Regions from separate parts of the Gossypium hirsutum genome. Here region 1 is linked to region 2. A link is a contact called in public Hi-C data. All regions are on one chromosome and are shown on one strand. The core of a region is the stretch at or near the end of the contact, and the rest is flanking DNA. Distances in the headings are between cores, read along the strand shown. Region 1 holds the start of LOC107888982 (transcriptional adapter ADA2b). Region 2 holds the start of LOC107890019 (sister chromatid cohesion protein PDS5 homolog A).

Region 1 (7,230 bases), core at 2,284-4,783, 230 kb before region 2:
ATAGATTATAAAAAATTAAAATTTCATTCGGCCCCCTAAAAATTTGTTCTGGCTTCACCGCTTCAAATAGCGACACATAATGTGCCACATGTACTTCATGCTTACATGAGGAGACTAATTCAAGCAACCAAGTATAGTGACACATCATCACTTAATAGTAGAAATTGATGGAGTTTTTAATAGAAAGACCAATTAGTTCTTTGATCTAAGGTACTTGCCCATTCTTTTAGTAACAAGAGCAAAATGCAATTTAACTCCTAATACAAGAATGTCTATTATACTTTTATCAATTATACCATATGATAAAGTATAAACCCTAGTATATAAATAATAAAAAATACTACGTACTGCTGACAATCGACTGATAGATCACACTGAAAAGGAACTTGAGCAGCACACAAACCAGGAAGTTGCTTGGCTTTCTGAGGATCAACCCCATAAACTAGGGCCTTCTTTTTGAAACATTCGCACAGATCCCTACGTGACTGAGTGGTGCTGGCCGATGCATTAACGCTAGCCACGGCTTGACAACAAGCGAGGGTGGGTGAGGGTGCAGGGGTCGTCAAGTATGCCCCGCATGGCATTAGTGTTTGTACGGCTTCTTCGCATGTGATTGCATGCACTGTTAAAACCACTGTCACTAACCCTAATACCCCAACACACCAAAACACACCATTCAATTTCTTTTCCATTTGTAAAAAGATTGAAAAAGAAGAAGAAATGCTTGATTTAGTTGTTAACCCCGCAACTAGGACTAGACCCTTTGCCACTTATTTATAGGGTCAATTTGGATTCTATCACTAAAGAGAGTTTGATTATTGTAATCTAGGAAAAAATCATCAAAATCTTCATTCATTAATCACATTAGGTTTTTTTAGCTTTAAATGGGTCTTCACAGTTCACTCATCTTCTTCCGTTACATGTTGGTGGTTGTGTTGTTAATAAGAAAAGAAAATAAATTAAAATTTGTCATAAAAGTCCATGTACTTTACAAAAATTTAGAATTTAATCCATGTACTTTTATTTTTAGGAATTTAGTCACTTTACTTTTCATATTTTAAAATTTAATCCAACTACTAACACTGTTAAATTTGTTGGTGTGACATTTCGAAATAAAAAATACTCACTCGATAGCCATGTAATTAAATAAATGACGTTGTAATGAATTTGAATTTAACAAAAAAATTAACAGTGTTAACATTTATACCTGAATTTTGAAATTTAAAAAATAACAGTATTAAATTCTTGAAAATGAAAGTATAAGAACTAAATTCTAAATTTTCAAAGAGTATAGAAACTTTATAGACACTTTTGATTATTCTATTTACCTGAAATGGCTAATTTCTTTTAATCTTTAAAAATAGGGTAAACTACACCTAAGGCAACTAAACTATTAGTAAGTTTATGTTTTGGTTGCTTGGTTTTAAAAAGTTACAAAATGGTCTCTAAACTATTTGAATGTTTTCATTTAAGTTACCCAACTGTTAAAATTGATATTCTATGGCTTCTCTATTCACATTGTTTGCACTAATCAAAAGCTCTCATTCCCCTTCTCTTCTATTTTAATTTTTTTCATTAAACATCTTTAAATGTCATGAATCTGCGAGCCAAAATCCAAATAATTTTCTTTTCCAATCTCCAACGCTAACGATTAGATTAATTTGAATTTAAGGTATGTTCTTCTACTTATTGATGGACATTGATCCACCATATTGATCGTTGAATCGTCGCTCAAAGCTTGTTGGCCATGTTGTTTTTCTTTTTTTAAAAAAAAAATTAATAGCTAAGTGACTTAAATAAAAACTTTTGAATAGTTCAATGACTTAAATGAAAATTTTTAAATAAATTATTAATATTTTGTAACCTTTTAAAATTAAATAATTAAAATATAAACTTATTAATAATTTAATGATGTTATGTGCAATTTACTCTTTAAAATTTTTATGTTGAACATTGGTCGATATCAGAGGTGAAGCCAGAACAATTTTTTAAGGGAGCCAGATGAAATTTTAATTTTTTATACCTTATATCTTTATAATTTTTAAAAGATTAAATTAAATTTTTATATTTTTAGGGGGCTAAATATAATTTTACCTTTACTAATTTAAAATATTTAAAAATTTTTAAAAGCCTAAATAATAATTTTATATTTTAGAGACCCCTAAAAATAGGTCTAAATACGCTACTGGTTGATATATAGGACTCTTTTGTCGAATGTTGATGTAAATTTATTGCGTAATCTCTTACTGCCATGAGGTCATATCCTACAACTATTTGATGGGACTTGGTTCATAGAGCTCGTAGAATTTGGATTGATGGAACTGCAAGATTCAAGTGAAAAGTATTAACATGCATGTATAATTGTGGAGCTCACCTATATGTGAAAGAACTTGAACCATTAACATGATCTTTATATAAAACACTTGCAACTACAACACCACTTAAATTATATGCAAGATGTTGATTTTTCTCTCTTTAATTTTTGTAGGTTGACCACTTAAATTACATGCAAGATGTTAATTTCTTTCTCTTGAATTTTGTAGGTTGACCAACTAAAATACTTCAAATTTAATTTCGGGCAACTATTTATGATACATTAACTTTTGGGCAGGGCCGTAGCAGGGGGCTGGCATGGGCCCTTACCCCCCTAAAATATAAAATTATATTTTAAGCCCTTAGATTTTTTTAAAAATTTTAAATTAGTAAAGGTAAAATTTCACTTTGACCTCCCTAAAATTATAAAAATTTGATTTAATTTTTTACAAATTATAAAGATATAAACTATAAAAAATTAAAATTTTATCCGACCCCTCTAAAAATTTTTTTTGGCTTCACCCCTGCTTTTGGGAGAATGTAACAAACAAAATTTTCATTAAAATACAATACTTTCAATTATTAAGAAGCCGATTAATTATATAACGAACAACACTTCAAAATTTTCTCACCAAAAAATAAACCCTTGAGTAAAACTATAAGTTTACCAGAACTATACTATAGCAAGTTAACATCTAATCTTATTTCGATTATTACTATTATTAAATAGAAAAGACATTAATCCTCTCTTTAGTACTAGTCTCATGACATTTTTTCCCATCTTTTTGGACGCAATTTTAATTTGTACTCTGGTACACTTGATAGGAGCAGATCATCTTTAGATAGAAGATAATAGGAAAAAATGAAAATAAAAATGTCAATTGCCATTCAATATGTAATTAAAAAAGGAAATAATAATTAATTAATTAATTAAAAACCTAGAGCCAACCGGAGCAAGTCTCTTTTACTATTAAGGATTAATTCGCTATTTACTTTTGAATTATATATATTTTTTATTTTAATATTTAAAGTTTTTCCAGTTTATTTAAAAAATCTGAAACATAATATATTTTTATTAGATGTTGATAATTTTAAGATAAAATGAGATATTTAAGTAACAAGATAAATAAAATTTTAAGTACCAAAACAATAAAAATATTTGTAAAATTCAAGGCTCAAATGGTAATTAATATTTTTTAAAGAAAAAAAATAAATAAAAGGGTTTTGTTTCAGAAATGAATTTAAGAAAGAAAAACACAAAAAAAAGCTGTTTGGAATTGGCAGTATATAAATCGAACTGCCAAACAATATGCTTAATTGCAGATATAGTAAAATAATTATTATAATTATTAGTATAAACAAACAACTGAATTCGTTCAATTCCCAATCCTCATAAAGATTCAAAATTTCTGGGAATTTTACGAATTTCAGCTAAACCCATCAAATTCATTAACTTTTTTTTCTGTAAGCTGCTTTTCCTTACCGAAAGGTCTTTGTCAAAGTTCCTTACTTCATTGAGAAACTAGGGTTCAGTACTTCAAATTTTCAATGGGTCGTTCTCGCGGGAATTTTCATTCTGCTGATGAGGATCCTACCCAGAGGTTAGTCATCATTTCTTTCTTTAATTTCCTCATTTTGAAGAATTATTATGTTAACTTGTATGTTTTTTTTTTAAGAAAGAACTTGTCATTCAGAAATCTGCATTTTAGCTTGCATGGTGAAGGGCTAAGATTATTTTCAGAAATTAGAACTGTTGGTTCGAGTTCGAACTTTTGCATTTTCAGTTTCTCCTTTTTTTTTAGTTAGTAGAAAGAACACTAGGACCTGTTTGTAAAATGTTCACTTATGTGCAATAATACTGTTGATGCTCTTTTGGTGATTGACTGACCTTGACGGTACTCTTCGAGGAAGGTAAGCGGGGCTTAGAGAATATGGGTTCCTAACGTGAGATAGAGCGCCGAAGCTTATGCTCCATAATGCTCAATTCTCAAGTTACTAAAGGGTGTTATCAGATGGAAACGGAAGTATGAGCTTAAGCACGATAATGACATGAGAGTGTAGAGAGAGAAGTCTAGTCGTACTTTAGGTATTTATGCTTAGTCTTTGAACTGTTCGAAGGGCTGCATGAAGCATGCTTATTGGCTGTCCAACTGGCCGTGTTGGCGTCCTGGTGTGCCTAGTGATCAGTTTGTCAGCCATATAACTGTTGGTTGCTTGGAGTCATTTTCTGACAAGGTAGTTGATCTCTGTCAGCTACTTGTTGTGCCAGGTGGTTTGCTGCCTTTGTCAACAGTTGGTGATGTTGGATGCTTGAGCTCTTGTGAGTTTGAGCCTTTTTTGGGCTCTAGCATGCTCATAACTCGGTATAACAAATTCATTGTGATGATTTTGAGAAATATAAAGTGATTAAATAAACAGGGGCTATGATTAGGGGTATTATCTATTTTAATAGATTTGATTATCTACTCTGCCATTTAATCATACTGGATTATTAGTTCATTAACTTTGAGGTTTCTTTCTTATGGTGAATTTTACATACTCAGAATCTAACATCACTTGTTGTAATGAATTATGATAGCAAAGGATGAATCATTGTTGTCTTGTTTTCCTTTTGATTGTTTACGTCTTCTTCCGTTTGTTTGTGTAATAATTAACTATTAACTGGTTAACAGCTTCTTTTTTTCCCCTTTATATTGTGATATAATCAGTTAATGGGGTTTTCATGATTCTCTTTTTTGGGTTGCTTCATTTAAATACCCCTTTCTTGTTATGCAGATCAAGGAGAAAAAAGAATGCCTCTGCTGGAGAAAATTTAGAATCTTCTTCTTCAGGTGCTTTTCTACGATTTTCAAAATGCAACCCTCTCAGAATGAATTTTGCAGTGAAAAGTTCTTTTCTATGATGCAATTAATTGATAAAAATAAGATAACCAAAATATCAATGTTTTCATCTAGTAATGGAAATTTATAGCAGAGCCATATGGAGAGTGTGTCAAGGGCCATTTTCTAGTATTATGATACAAGTCTTTGGCTACAAATGCAACAGTTTCAAGAGATAACAGTGGCCATTTTATTTTTATGAGAAAAAGGAATTGTTAAATATTTGGAACCTTGCAAATCACCTTTTCTAGAACCTAGAGGGTAAAGACCCTCTGAATGTAGAGACTTTGCTGCCTAAAACTTAAAAAAGTTGATATTCTGTTTTGCTATATTCTATCTTTACTGTAGACCTTGATATAGTTGCTAAAAGTTGACCCATAATTCTATCTAAAGCAGATTGGCTATGCATATATTGCATTTGGAAAAGTTCTAATAAGTTGTTAGATACATAGTATTATGATTAGCTGTTATCAAGATTCTAGAGCCCATGGTATGGTGCTGGTGATTTTGTGATTATTTTAAAATGATTGATCCTCCCTAAGTATTCTAAATACTTTTGGTTCTTCAGAACAAGGCAATTCTCTTTGTTCATTTGCGAGCTATTTTGACCCTTTTCCATCTATTCCTGATCTTATATCCTTTTCGGAGCTAGGTCAAGGAACAAGTGAAGGGAAAGGAGCTTTATACCACTGCAATTATTGCAACAAGGACATCACAGGAAAAATCCGTATCAAATGTGCTATTTGTCCTGATTTCGACCTATGTATAGAGTGCTTTTCTGTTGGAGCTGAGGTTACACCTCATAAAAGCTGCCATCTTTACAGGGTCATGGTTAGTAAAAGCCTTGAGGAAACAATTTTTCCTGTCCTGATGTCATACTGAATTGTCATTTTTGTTGTTTATGTTAATGTATAGCTTCTGATGAACTTCATTTTTGCTCATGTTTCTGTATCTCATATCTGTTTATGTACCTTTGTTTTTGTTATGATTCAGTGCTGACAACAGAGTTTTGATTAACAGGACAACTTATCTTTTCCCCTTATCTGTCCTGACTGGAATGCAGATGATGAAATTTTGCTTCTAGAGGTATTTCTATGTTCATACTCAAAGTTAAAGCAGTGAAGAAAGTTATGTTTGGTCCTTCTTGATTTGTTCCGTACAGCATATAAATGTGAAATAATCAGAGAATCAATCTTGTTTTATTTTATCTTTTTCTAATTGTAGGGAATTGAAATGTATGGCCTCGGAAACTGGGCAGAAGTAGCTGAGCATGTGGGCACAAAGAGTAAGGAGAAGTGCATTGACCACTATACTAATGTTTATATGAAGTCCCCGTTCTTCCCTCTTCCGGTATAAGAACTATCAAATCCCTTATTAGTTGTGCCTTTCTGTGCATATAATAAAGATCTGACAACTTGATTTTTTCAAAGGATATGTCTCACGTTGTTGGAAAAAATAGAAAAGAGCTTCTTGCAATGGCTAAAGGGCATACTGAGGACAAGAAAGGTTATTGTCGGTTTTCAGTTTTCTCCTTTTTATAATCTTAAATATGTCTTCAACCCCCCCCCCCCCCTTTTTATTTGGTGATATTGGTGAAGGGAAATTTGTAAGTGCTATGAGTCGTAAGCCTTGGATTCATTTTCTTTCCCTTTTCGCTTGAAACTATCTTGCATTTACATGGTAGAAAAATTCTCTCTAGAGAACATAACAACGGTGAACTTAATTATTATTGATGCCTGTTGTTAATAAAATTTCTTATCATTATTAACTTATCGTGAGCTTTGTAGGAACTATGCTTGGGGAGCTTTCAGTGAAAGAAGAATCCCCTTTTTCACCTTCAAGAGTCAAGTATAACCACCATTCTCCTCTCTGTATGTATCCTCTTTGTTCATCTGTTCCATTTCTTATGTGAATTTTATTGATTTACCCAGAGTTGAAGGCAGTAATTGTGGCCGAATAATGTCTGGCTTAAATGCGGGTGAGCATTGATATATCTTTTCTTTTCCCTGCTGGGAGATACTTTATTTATTTAGTGTGG
Region 2 (7,422 bases), core at 275-2,774:
GAGAATTGAAAATCTAATAGATTTAACTTCTAATTTAATTTTTTCAACCATAATAGTTAAAAGTAGGGTAAACTACATTTTATTAAACTTTTAGTAAGTTTACTTTTTGGTCACTCAATTTTAAAAAATTATAAAACGGTCACTGAACTATTTTCAAGTTTTTATATAAGTCACTGGATAATTAAAATTGTTGTTGTACGATCTTCTTTGTTACCACAACTTGTATCAATCGAAAGCTCTCCTTCCCATTCTCTTCTACAATTCAATTTTTTTCATGAAACAACTTTGAATGTCACAAATCTACAAACCAAAATCCATAGGTTTCTTCTTCGATATCTAACACTGACCGACAGATCAATTTAGATCTAATTTATGTTCTTCTACTTGTTGATTGGTGCTAATCCACTATACAATTTCAAATTGTCGCTTGAAGCTCACTAGTTGAACTTAAAAAAGAAATTTAATAGCCCAGTGACTTGAATAAAACTTTCAAATAGTTCAGTGACTTGCATGAAAATATTCGAATAATTCAATGATCATTTTGTAACTTTTTAAAATTAAGTAAACAAAATATAAATTTACTAATAATTTAGTGACTTTTGAGATAATTTACCGTTAGAAGTAAAATACATTCAAAATTTTTAAAACTAAAAAATTAACGAGGCAAACCGGAAATAAAAAAGTAAAATCAAGTAAAAGTGCAAAAAACAAAAAACCATAAAAATATAAAAGAAAAGGTTAAACTCTACCACAGTCCCTATACTTTGCAAAAGTTATTGATTTAATCTCTCTACTTCAATTTGGTTATATTTAGTCCCTGTACTTTTCAGAATTTAAAATTTTGATCCTTATCAAACGGTAATTTTTAAAATTTGATACGTCAAGCATATTATAATATGTAAAAGGTTAAACTCTACCACAGTCTCTATACTTTGCAAAAGTTATTGATTTTATTTCTCTACTTTAATTTGGTTATATTTAGTCCCTGTACTTTTCAAAATTTAAAATTTTGATCCTTACGAAACGGTAATTGTTAATTCATTAAGTTCTACTATTTTCAAAATCTGATACGCCAAGCATATTATAATATGTGTAATGCTATGTCAACTTGTTATTTCTACATATTACTTACTAAAAATCTTGTTGATGGATTAACAACTATCATTCTACGTCAAGATTGAAATTTCAAAATTCGAAAAGTATAAGGACTTAAAATGATCTAATTGGAGAATATGAACCAAATCTATAACTATACGCATAGTACTAAGCTAATAATTGAGTTTAAACAAATGTATTTAACTGTTATTGTTTGAGTTAGGATGAAAATTTCAAAATTTTAAAAGTATAGGGATTAAAATTGACCAATTAGAAAAATAAAGTGACTAAATCCATAATATGGGGACTAAATATATAATTTTCACAAAAGTACAGGGCCTAATAGTAAAATTTAACCAAAAAAACCAAAGGCAGAAAAGGAGACGGAGCACGTAAATAAGTATGGAAGTCAGCATGTGGGCGGAATTTAAGTAAGTATTTAGAGCTCATTTTAATTTCATATTTCGCGTCCGTATTCGAAATCGAAAAAAACCACAGACCAGAGTAGAGAAAAAAAGAAAAGAAACGAGGGAGGGAGAAAAATATAAAGGCAAAAGGCCCAAACTATTAAATCTAAAAAAAAAAATTCAATTTTTTTCTTTGTTTCTTCCTTGAATCTCTATGTATGCATGTCAGCTCGGTAATGGTTCTCGAGTCTGAAAGTCCATGAGCTTCTGCTTTTTGTTTTTGTAAACAGAAAAAAATATAAGAAAAAATATACGGATTGGAAAATGGCGCAGAAGTTGGAACAGCAGCTCAAGGAGTTGGGATCCAAGCTTCACTCTCCTCCTTCTTCCAAAGACGCTCTTCTTAAGCTCTTAAAGGCACGCATGCTTCTCCTTTTTTCTTAAAAAAGTTCAATTGAATTACTTAATTCGAGTGAGCTTCCTAGTTGCTGTGAGGTTTATTCACGATTAAGTTGTTTTTTTTTCTGTGTTTCCTTAGTATTTTAGGTTTTAAAAGGGTATCATGAACCTCTTTTCTATAAATTTGCTTTCCCAGAGGAAGCTAGTTCCTAATTAGATGCGAGTTTCATGAAATTTGGTTGAATTAGGGTATGTGTACAAGAACTTTGTAAGTTTCCGTATTTGTTTTTTGAAAGTTCAATTGAATTACTTCATTTGAGCGAGCTTCCTAGCCTGTGAGGTTTACTTGCACTTAAGCCTTTTCTTTCCTTAGGATTTTGGGTTTTAATAGGGCGTCATAAACCTCTTTCATGAAATCGCTTTCTTAGAGGAAGTTAGTTCGTAATTAGATGCGAGGTTCTAGAAATTTGGTTGAATTAAGGTATCTGTACAAGAAACTATGCAGGTTTTAGTCTTTTGTTTTGAAGTTCAATTGAATTACTTAATTCGAGTGAGCTTCCTAGCTGCTGTGAGGTTTATTCACGGTTAAGTTTTTTGTTTACTTAGGTTTTAAAAGGTTAATAGGTTATCATGAACCTCTGTGATGAATTCACTTTGTTAGAGGAAGTTGGTCGTAATGCAAATTTCATGAAAATTGGTTGAATTAGGGTTGTTTTCCAGTTCGTAGACGTGTCTCCAACTTACATGTTTTTTCCCAAAATGGGTTTCTGACATGTTTTATTCCCATAATTTGGTAGATGATATGATGAATGTTCAGGCCTTGCAATTTTTATTAAAAACTCAATCTATTGTAATATGGTTAGGATGTTCTGTTGTGATTGTGTCAAGTAATTGGATCTCCAAATATGTTTCTGACAAGACCATGGTTCCTCAAGGCAGTGAATCAGGCCTAAATCAACAGCAGTGTGCTATGCCCGGAGCCTGGACCGTGCTTGGCATTTTACTTTTCAAGTTTGAATCTGAATTGTGCACAATAATAAGTGCAACGAATGCTGTAAATGAGTGATAAAATGGCACCCATGCATAAGAATGATTGATAACCCGTTCCATAGTTCAAATCTTCAAGTACGTTAGTACATCACAAATCTTTGATTTAGGTTGCCCTTCATGGATTGCAACACCCACCCACTATTTTGTATAACAGGGTCAAACAAGCATATCTGGGCCTGGTCTTAGTTTGGAATTTTCATTGTGGTTTTGGTCCTGGGGAAGGCTCTGAGGGGTATTCTGGTATGCGTAATCAACCCCCAAAAGTTTTCCTCTAAGACACAGAATTATATGGGACTGGCAACAGTAATCAATTTTAGTCATTGTTTTGGTGAGGGCTATATCCTTCAAAAGGGTTATTAAAAGCTAACTGATCTTTAATGATATCAACCCATCTAAGATGTTGTTTCACACTACCTCCCTCTTTCATTTTTTTTTTCTGCTTGGATTGAATCACTTTTCCATACTGGACTATCATTCTTCAGTTTTGCACATGACTAAACAATCATGTTGCCCTTCCTTTAGTTTATGAATGATTGATTAAGCTTCCACTGGTACGCAAATGCCTGATCTACGAAGAAGTGGTTAGGTTTCTCAAGCAGCAATAACTAGTTTGTAAAGGATTTTTCGTCTTAACCAAGCGTAGTCAAAGTGATTTTATTGAATATCCATTGCTTTTATTTTTGTAGTACATGATGTTTGGGACCTCTGATGGTGAGTTTATCACTTTGCCAATGAGCTGAAGAGGCATCTTATTATGCATGAAAGAAATGGCAGTTCTTATATTTTGGTTGACCTTAATATACTTGTGGTTGAGTGGGATCTCTGATGGTGAATTTATTATTTTGCTAATGGGCTGAAGAGGCATCTTGTTATGCATGAAAGAAATAGCAATCTTTCATGTTGGTAGGCCAGAATATACCGGTTGTTGAGTGGAAAACTAATATGCATTTTGTCCTTCAGTCGGTTTGAATTATGGATTCTGCATTTTATTTTCCAAAACTGTTTTAAACGCATGACTACCACAGTGGCAAATATGTATTAGTGTGTAATGATGCTGTAAATAAACCACAGCTGCTGCTTACTTGGGAGTATGTGAAAATAGAGTTCCTCTGATTTTGAAGTCTACTATAAGTAAAAACTTGGATCTTATGAGTCTGGTCAATTGATTTGTTAGGTTATTATGGTTGTTATATTGCCTTCTGCTGTTGAGTAAAAAATGCACAAATACTTCTATATTTCTTTTTTCTTTCTTCTCTTGTGTTAGGGGTTTAGGTGGGTAAATCCTATGTATGTATATGTATGTGTATTACATATATATTTCTGAATCTACCAAATGTTTTAGGTCGATTATAGGTTGCCTATTGAAACTGTGTCACTCATTATCAAATCTAGCCTGTGGCTGTCTTGATTAAACACTTTATACTAATATGTAAAAATTAAAAGCTTCCTTTTACTTAATCCATCCAAATGTTATCATTATAGTGCCTACTGTTTTATATGTTATATTTTATGCTTTTCCTATTTATATTGATAGTTCACCTTTCATTCTTTATCATGTTATTGATGCATATCTGGCATTGGACCTTAGTGACTTGTGGGTATGGTAAAATATACCATTTAATAATGCTTGCATATCTTGTTAGATGCTATTACCTGTGCATATATGTATTTCATGCCAATCGAAATCAGGTGTGAACTTTAATTTGGTTGTTCCATGTTTTGTCCTTGAATCTGCAGCAAGCTGCTACATGTCTTTCTGAGCTTGATCAATCTCCTCCATCAACAACAGTGGAATCAATGCAGCCCTTTCTAAATGCAATTGTCAAGCCAGAATTGCTCAAGCATCAAGATAGGGATGCCAAACTTCTAGTTGCAACCTGTATTTGTGAGATAACTCGTATTACTGCTCCAGAAGCGCCATATAACGATGACGTTTTAAAGGTGCATTTCTTTCATGAAGGTTGACTGTTTGTGGTCTGGATTTCTTATGAGTACGGGTGAGCATTCAGTTGGTTTGATGAAAAATTCTGAAAACAGATTAAAATGAATTAACTTATAAAAATGATTGAAATCACCAAGTTAAATTTTTTAACTAAAAAATTGAAACCGACTTGGTTTGGTTGTTTTTAACTATTTAAAAAAAAAAGGAAGTTTTATTATTATATAAAAATGATGTATATTATGTTTTATGCAATATATTATATAATATCAACGATGTACTTTTATAATTTTAAATTACTATATATCATATAAAATATATTTAAAATTAAAAATACAAAGGTTGGTTAGTTTGGCCTATTTGGTTATCAATTTTGAAATCCGATAACTGGCTGAACCAACAAATAAATCTATTTTCAAAAGCAATTGATTTTATAACTGAATAAACCTAACAGAATTAATAAAATTTGATAGGTTCAGTCTGTTAAATATTTTGTAACTGATTAATGCTCACCCTACTTGTAAACTAATAAAATGTCTACTGAACTCCTGTGTGATTGATGTGTCATGCTTGCAGGATATATTTCATCTGATTGTTGGTACTTTTAATGGATTGAGTGACACCAATGGCCCATCTTTTGGAAGGAGAGTTGTCATTTTGGAGACTCTTGCGAAATATAGATCATGTGTTGTTATGCTGGATCTTGAGTGTGATGATCTGGTGAATGAAATGTTCAGTACATTTTTTGCTGTTGTCAGGTGTGTTCTATATCCCAGTTTATGTATTTGCTCTTTTCAGCAAAGTGCTTCTATTGAGGGTAACATTTACTCATCACTACTATTTACATAAAATTTTCTGTTGCATGCATATCTGAATGCCTTAATTAACATAGAATGGTAGAAATCTGCTGCTGCTGTTAGTTATATGGAAATCATTCTTAGTGTTTGGCTTCAGTGTGATGGCCAAGTTATGCCTGCAACCCCTTAGTTGTATGCATCTTGACCCTGGAATAATACGTCAAAAAATATACGCCTATCTGTCTTTTGGTTGATTTGGTGTGTTAAAGTTACATTTCCCTTTAAATTGTCTTCACACTGAGAATTTGTGGGAGTCATGCAATGGTCAAAAAGTTATCTATAGCTTTTCCAGTAATATTTCATAATTATCTTGGACTAAAGGTATGTGTTTTACTACATATTGCAGAGATGACCATCCTGAAAGTGTTTTATCATCCATGCTAACAATCATGGTCGTCGTTTTAGAAGAGAGCGAAGATGTTCGAGATGATCTTTTACTTATTATATTGTCTGCTTTAGGTCGCAAGAGAAGTGTAAGAACTTTTTGTTTGCTATCTGCTTTTTCCTTCATGTATTCTGTAGAAGTTATAAATCTTAATTGGAAGGAAATTTACTTCTGGAATCTATAATCTCAGGATGTTACTCCAGCCGCGAGGAGACTTGCTATGAATGTCATAGAGCAGTGCTCAGGAAAACTTGGAGCTGGCATAAAACAATTTCTTATATCATTGATGTCTGGAGATAATCATTTTGTAAATAGTGAATTTGACTACCATGAAGTTATCTATGATGTTTATTGTTGTGCTCCTCAGATACTATCAGGAGTCGTCCCATACCTTACTGGAGAGCTTTTGGTAAGCACATATTAACAATAATTCTTTTCATTTTTGCTAATTTCCTAACTGTTTTAAGATTTTGCTCATCATGCAAATGCATATTTATTTGTTGTTCTGTGAAAATTTCTGTATTCTAAAATAATTCTAATGATGCTTTTGAAGTTGAAATGTTTGTAGTTCTGGACTGTTTGAATTCAACATTTGTGGTAACAACTGACTTTGTTTTTCTATTGAGGATTTGACAGTTTTAATTCTTATTTTGATAAGTTGTATTCAAAGATGATAGAAGTTTCATGAAAATTTCTGAGGTGTCCAAGTTCCAATATCTGCAGACTGATCAATTAGACACTCGTTTGAGAGCTGTGAGATTGGTTGGGGACCTCTTTGCTCTGCCAGGCTCTACTATATGTGAAGCATTTCAGCCAGTATGTTCAGAATTTTTGAAAAGGTTGACTGATCGAGTTGTTGATGTTCGAATGTCTGTACTTGAACATGTTAAGAACTGTCTGTTGTCGAATCCCTCCAGATCCGAGGCTGCTGCAATTATCTGTAAGTTTCTTTTGGTCTTCTACATATTCATTTGTGTGGTACTTTGCTGATTTTGATATTGTTCTACGTTTTCTAGCTGCCCTCTGTGATCGGCTATTAGACTACGATGAAAATGTTCGAAAGCAAGTTGTGGCTGTAATATCTGATGTTTCTTGTCATTCTCTTGCTTCCGTTCCTGTTGATACTATAAAACTTGTTGCAGAGCGTCTTCGAGACAAATCTGTATGTTCATTTTTCTTGTGTTCATTCGATTGCTTTTGTTACCCATTGTGTACCCAGTGATCATTATCCATGGCTTTTAACTCTTTCTTTGATTTGGAAATTACAGCTGCTTGTTAAAAAATTTACTA

Evidence for each region. Hi-C and Micro-C count contacts between places; a contact is called where the count stands out from the background.
Region 1: a Hi-C map of leaf shows a contact between it and region 2, with 2.8 times the contacts expected there. The contact joins the promoter of LOC107888982 here to the promoter of LOC107890019 in region 2. A contact is called at or near these places in 7 of 34 Hi-C or Micro-C datasets (callus, hypocotyl, leaf and 1 more).

What each region holds. Positions count from the first base shown.
Region 1 is chrA09:58,588,208-58,595,437 of Gossypium_hirsutum_v2.1, reverse strand. LOC107888982 (transcriptional adapter ADA2b) reads left to right here and starts at 3,533. Exons shown (of 13, transcript XM_016813261.2): 1 at 3,533-3,914; 2 at 5,089-5,144; 3 at 5,845-6,023; 4 at 6,213-6,278; 5 at 6,417-6,542; 6 at 6,623-6,698; 7 at 6,980-7,040; 8 at 7,124-7,170. The coding sequence starts at 3,862. LOC107890253 (non-specific lipid-transfer protein) reads right to left here and starts at 740. Exons shown (of 2, transcript XM_041077748.1): 1 at 404-740. The coding sequence starts at 692.
Region 2 is chrA09:58,358,608-58,366,029 of Gossypium_hirsutum_v2.1, reverse strand. LOC107890019 (sister chromatid cohesion protein PDS5 homolog A) reads left to right here and starts at 1,524. Exons shown (of 33, transcript XM_041077745.1): 1 at 1,524-1,919; 2 at 4,689-4,892; 3 at 5,467-5,648; 4 at 6,094-6,220; 5 at 6,323-6,541; 6 at 6,856-7,072; 7 at 7,149-7,294; 8 at 7,401-7,422. The coding sequence starts at 1,827.